Linked DNA regions of Mus musculus: region 1 is linked to region 2. A link is a contact called in public Hi-C data. All regions are on one chromosome and are shown on one strand. Each heading gives the region's core, a stretch centred on a gene start, on an enhancer-like site or on the middle of the called end of the contact. The rest is flanking DNA. Distances are from core to core; before and after follow the strand shown. Region 1 holds the start of 4930453N24Rik (RIKEN cDNA 4930453N24 gene). Region 2 overlaps Zfp654 (zinc finger protein 654).

What was found. Hi-C and Micro-C count contacts between places; a contact is called where the count stands out from the background.
Region 1: a contact with region 2 is called in a Hi-C map of CD8 T cells, with 2.2 times the contacts expected there. The contact joins the promoter of 4930453N24Rik here to the enhancer-like site in region 2. A contact is called at or near these places in 19 of 39 promoter capture datasets (the 3T3-L1 cell line, 3T3-L1-derived adipocytes, the C10 cell line and 12 more), 2 of 15 datasets of contacts at CTCF or cohesin (CD8 T cells and the NIH/3T3 cell line), 51 of 484 Hi-C or Micro-C datasets (3T3-L1-derived adipocytes, the AML12 cell line, the C10 cell line and 32 more), 19 of 115 datasets of contacts at active chromatin or transcription factors (the 230-238 cell line, CD8 T cells, the SCID.adh cell line and 10 more) and 3 of 9 other capture datasets (adipose tissue, liver and pancreatic islet).

Annotation. Positions count from the first base shown.
Region 1 is chr16:64,769,336-64,772,194 of GRCm38.p6, reverse strand. It overlaps 4930453N24Rik (RIKEN cDNA 4930453N24 gene), which reads left to right and starts at 1,256. Exons shown (of 3, transcript NM_026273.2): 1 at 1,256-1,458. The coding sequence starts at 1,332.
Region 2 is chr16:64,835,649-64,838,395 of GRCm38.p6, reverse strand. All of the region lies in intron 1 of Zfp654 (zinc finger protein 654), which reads left to right. Among named protein-coding and RNA genes, the nearest start is that of Zfp654, 15 kb to the left of the region's middle. Within about 2 kb of position 1,470, at least 49 of the 459 cell types and tissues checked have an H3K27ac peak or open chromatin away from gene starts, as enhancers often do. A contact at or near this core is called in CD8 T cells, CD8 central memory T cells, the G1E-ER4 cell line and 11 more, where this site is marked.

The sequences.
Region 1 (2,859 bases), core at 7-2,506, 66 kb after region 2:
TCCTTCTCAGGGAACGTTTGTTAGCCTGGAGGTATTTTCACTTGTATCAAGTGAGAGAAGGGGCACACTATTCTTTGTGGAAATGTAGGGATGGTGTTAGGCATCCTGCAACCTCTACAGCAATAAATTACCCTGCCCCAAATCTCAATAGTTCTGTATTTAGAAAAAAAAAAAAAAAAACTCTAGAGCCGGGCAATGTGGTGCACGCCTTTAATCCCAGCACACGGGAGGCAGAGGCAGGCGGATTTCTGAGTTTGAGGCCATTCTGGTCTACAAAGTGAGTTCTAGGACCGCCAGGGTTACACAGAGAAACCCTGTCTAGAAAAACCAAAAAAAAAAAAAAAAAAAAAAAGAAAAGAAAAGAAAAAAGAAACAGAAGAAGAAGAAGAAGAAGAAGAAGAAGAAGAAGAAGAAGAAGAAGAAGAAGAAGAAGAAGCAGAAGCAGCAACTCTAATAGAAATCCAGTTTCTCCTTCTAATATTCATAACACAAATCACTTTCCACCCACGGTGTTTCCCCACACCAACCAAATGACTACTAACTGCATTTAGGGGACACCAGCCACTAATTCAAATCTAATGGCAGGCAGGTCCTGCAGCTAGAGGCGTAGTCCCAAGATTGTGTGGCACCCTGCCCCTCCAGCTCCACATTAGATGCAAATCTGAAGTCCCAGGTTGTTTCAAGTATACTTAATGACCAACCAGCTGGCAATTGAGGTTCAACTGAGATTCAATTAATTGGGTTAAATTAATTATCTAGCTATCTCAAAGGCGGAGAAGCAAGTTATAGTCCTTTTAAAACCTAGAGCGTTTCAAAGTGTAGTCTAATCTTTGTAGCTAAAGAATATCAAAGTGATGGCTCCCCTAACTCAGAAGCGGCTAGAAGAGGACAGACCTTCAAAAGTACAGGGGTATGATGGAAGCTCTCTTGGCCTCTCCACCCCTGCCTCCACCATCAGGCACGCGCGCGCATGCGCCGCACTTTAAGTCGCCCCTTCGGAGGCGCTCCCCCCCACCCCCCACCCCCAGGTTCGTTTCTAGCCCAGCCTCGAGTGGAAGGTGGATAGATGCTCAGGACACTTCTTTAAACCGCGAACTGTGGAACTCTACTCCAATAGAGGCCGGAGCCCCAAGTCGGAACCACATTTCCTCGCTGACTTTCTGAGCTAGCACTTCCGCCCAGAGAGGGGCTGGAATCTCCGAGACCCTTCCGGCGCTTGCGAGGGATTGAAAAGGCACTTCCGGTGTCTGTTGCCAAGGCGCCGGCCGGCCCGCGGGCCGTGAGGGCGACACTGGTGGCGTCGTCCTCTGCCCCCCATCCCCGGGGGCGAGATGTCGGGGCTCAGCCACTTAGAGTCGGAGGGCTGCCGAAACCTACTCGGCCTGCTGGACAACGACGAGATCATGGCCCTTTGCGACACCGTCACCAACCGCCTGGTGCAGCCTGTGGACCGCCAAGGTAGGCGCCGGCAGGGGCCTTGTCACCCCCAGGGGTCGGGTCCGGTCGGGTCCGGTCGGGTCCGGTTGTCGCCGAAGCCCAGGGAAGGCCTCCGGGTTGGCGCTGCACAGCTCTGCAGCCTCCCCGCCCGCCGGCCGAGCCGGGTCCCGGCGCGCTGGTGAGTCGGACCGTGGTACCGGCTGGGCAAACTTTTGCGGACATGCGGACCCGGATGAGCACCAGATGAGCCCATTCCCATGATTTTTAAGAGCATCCCAGAGTATGTTTCAGTTTTCAGTTTCGATCTCCACGGAGATCAGTCAGCTCCTGCTGTTTTCTTTCAGCCCGAAGGGAAATAATAAACACTATTTGTCAGTGTCTTAGGTAAATACCCACCGAAACAAATAAAAGGCGGACAGTTTTAATCCACGTATGTCAAGGAATGCTCAGCCTCTTCGTCCTACATTCATTCCTAGTTGGGAAGTAGCAAGACCACAGCTTCTTTTGTTTTTGTTTTTTAAATCAAAAGGTTGTATAAAAGACAAAACGGACATATGTACGTTGCATTTATAAGACATTAAAAATATCCTTACTAAAATACATTAGTGAAACGAATGTTGTTGAAAAGAAAGGGATAGAAAATGACAGACAAAACAAAAAGAAGAACACCCTCAAGCCTCCAAAACAAACCACCAAATTTAGTAGCTATTCTGAAATGGATGGGGAAAAGGTGATAGCGTCTTTAGGGAAGTTGGAAATAGGGGCATCAAAGATACTGTGTGTCTGTGGAATAAGATCTTTGGAAGGTAGATGTAATGAGTGCATTGTCTTTTTCTTTTTCTTTTTTTTAATTCTTGCTATTTTGCAGCAGTAGTCTATTTGAAAGATATTTGGTCTGTGCTTTCAGCCCAACTTTTTAGTTTAAAAACATCTTGATGCTGCTGTTTTTCAGCTTCGATTATCTGTAAAATCAGAAGTTTGACAACATTCCTTGGTATCATATATTGTGATTTTAATCATTTTTTTCAAGGTTTATGGATCTTAGGTATTTGGGGCATAGAAATACATTTTTTTTCTGGGTCAGAAATTTTCTGGGTCACTGTGTAGTCCTGGCTGTCTTTGATTCACTTTGTAGACCAGGCTGGCCTCGAACTCAAGAGATCTGGCTGCTTCTGCTGGGTCTAAGGGTGTGTACCACCACTGCCTAGCAAGGTAAAGGAAGTTTAAAATTTAAGGGATTAAAAAAGCAGACAGATGAGCCGGGCGTGGTGGCGCTCGCCTTTAATCCCAGCACTGGGGAGGCAGAGGCAGGTGGATCTCTGAGTTTGAGGCCAGCCTGGTCTACAAAGTGAGTTCCAGGACAGCCAGGGCTATACAGAGAAACTCGGTCTCGAAAAACCAAAAAAAGAAAAAGAAAAAAAA
Region 2 (2,747 bases), core at 221-2,720:
TCAGTTGAAAATCTTAGTAGAGGCTCTGTGGAGTTAACACATGCCTATTAAAGTTTGCTGCATTTTCCTTTCGTTGTTGCCTTTGCCCCTTTGTGGTAAGAAGGATCAAACCGAGAGCCTGCATTCATTGAGTTCTTCTACTAAGTTTATCACTGTTCACTATGATCAGTTTTCAAGTTAAAAATTTTCTTTTAGGTTTTAATTTAAATAGCCCTAGTATAGATGTTTAAATTTATCAAATTTAATCTACTGATTAATAGTGTGTCAATTTGTTCAATTGATTTGTCTCCTTTTACCAGAGATTTTAGAGCATGGTTGGGTGGTTTGTATTGCTTTGGGCATGAGATGAATCAAGATTGGTAGAAAAGAGCTGCTCAATTCATGATAGCCAGGAAGCAGAACAGGTGGGAGGAGTCAGTGACCAGATACAATCATTAACATGTCTCCATCTAGGTCTCACCTCTGAAAAATGTGATCACCTCCAATAATGCTATTAGATTATGAAACTATTTGTGGATTAATCCACTTTTTAGGTCAAAACATCCATGATTTTAACACGGGATTTTGGAGACACTTTATATACAAATCATAACATATAAAAAATGAAGTAAATTTGTTTTCAGCTTTATGACTCATTATTATCAATTATTCGAATACACAGTGTTTATTTATTTATTGCCTCTATGTGTACATGCATGTGGGGGCCAGAGGTCAACTTCAGATGTCTTTCTCAATCGCTTTTCACCTTAATTTTTTTTTTTAAGGACAGGGTCCCTCTATTTAGCTCTGGCTGTCTTAGAACTCTCTCTGTAGACCCGACTGGCTTCAGAACTCAGAGATCTGCCTGCCTCTGCATCATTAAGTCATGCACCATTATGCACAGTTCTTAATTTTTGAAACAGGATTTTCCTGCCCTGGAGCTCAGGCTGGCTGGGTAAAGAGCTCTGGAAATGCATTTGTCATGCACTAGGCCAACATACTTACGCTGCCGTGTCTAGCTTTCACGTGTTAGGGATCTGAACTCAGTCCTCAAGCTTGTGTAGCAGGCTTTCTGCTGACTGAGTTCTCTCTCCTCTAGAGCTTGCATTTCTAGAGCTTACTAGAAAGCCCCATCAAGTGGTTTGTACTGATTTTGGGGGTGGGGGTGGGAGCAGATAGTTTTTATCTCTAAACATTTTTACATCCTGAAAGTAGTTTGCATTTTTCCTTTTAAAATTTTATGAAATCAGTGGTTTGCAATCACAGGTACCATGAGGTCTTAATTGATGGTTCTTGCATTAGAAGTAGGGCATACTACTTGTACTACATATCTCTACTGCTAACATATATTTCTTCTGTGGGGTTCTGGTATTTTTGCTACAGTAAGCATGGAGTCTGTGCAGTAGCACACATGGAGTCTGTGCAGTAGCACACATGGAGTCTGTGCAGTAGCACACATGGAGTCTGTGCAGTAGCACACATGGAGTCTGTGCAGTAGCACAGCACGCACTGTCTGAAGAAGCCCGACTGCAGCTGCTGTCCTCTAGCCTTCACAGGCCAGGGTTATGTTCTTGCTTTTTATTTTCACTCTTGTGCTAAGACACTTTTCACACTGTTACCTGGGCTGTTGCTGCTCTTCTGACATTTTAAACTTACTGAATTAAATCATAAAAGCACCCTTTTGTTTCCATGTTTACAACATTTACATAACAACCAAGAAATGAAGTTCGTTTAGATGTTTTTGAAAAAAAAAATACATCTTTTGGAATCTAGTGAAAGCTTCTTTAACAAACAAACAAACAAACAAACAAATAGATTTACCTTAAAATCGAGTCTGTGAGCAGATGGGTACAAGTACTGGTAGAAGCCAAAGGAAGATATCCAATCTCCTGGCAATGGAGTTACAGATTGTGAGCTACCTAATGCGGGTCCTGGGAACTGAAGTTGGGTTGCAAGAACAGTATGCTGAGCTATCTCTTCAGCTGAAGAGTACCTCATCTGGTTTATATTCCTTTCAGTCTCTTTGCTTTGCTTTTACTCCTTCTATGCCCTAGATAGTTTCACTTTGTTGGCATGATCAACATCCTGTTTTGTCACATTTCTGTGAGCAGTAGTAGGGTGTCAAATGCTTTACTATCAATAAACATAACTGAGGTTGGGTTTGTTTACTTTTTAGATTACTTGTGAACTGGCCCTCCTGCCTTCCTATTCCTTTCTCTTTGCTTTTTGCTCTGTCATTATCTCACACCTCTGATGCCAAGAGACTAAAATGTCAAGGACTTTGAATCAAGATGTTGTTAGTATCAAACAAAATTTCCCACTCTTCTCTTCCTCAGTTAAGGAAAAGTTATTGGCCAAAAGCAGACCTCCTACTTTCTCTTCATTATTGCTTTTCTTCTCCCTAGGCCTTTCATTTATTTCACTATACTGATCAAATAATTGCAATTTATATTAAATATGTACTCAAGATGTACTTGAAATACTTCAGATAATTTAATATAATCTCTTTTTTGCTACCTGTCAGATGTGTACAACTTTTTTGCTACTTTGTATAAATTTCTCAGTGTTCAAGGTGAGGTTTCCTACGTTCTTTTATTATTTTTCATCAGTTTTTAGAAGACTACTTTATCTATCATGGTTGGATTTCCCTCTGGCTCAGTTTTGATATTTCTCTCCTATAGTTATGTTTTTCCCTCAGTCAGGTACCTTTGAAATCACCAAAGATTCTCTTTCTAGTGAGTAGCAATTAGTGCTTTGGTCCTCCCTAA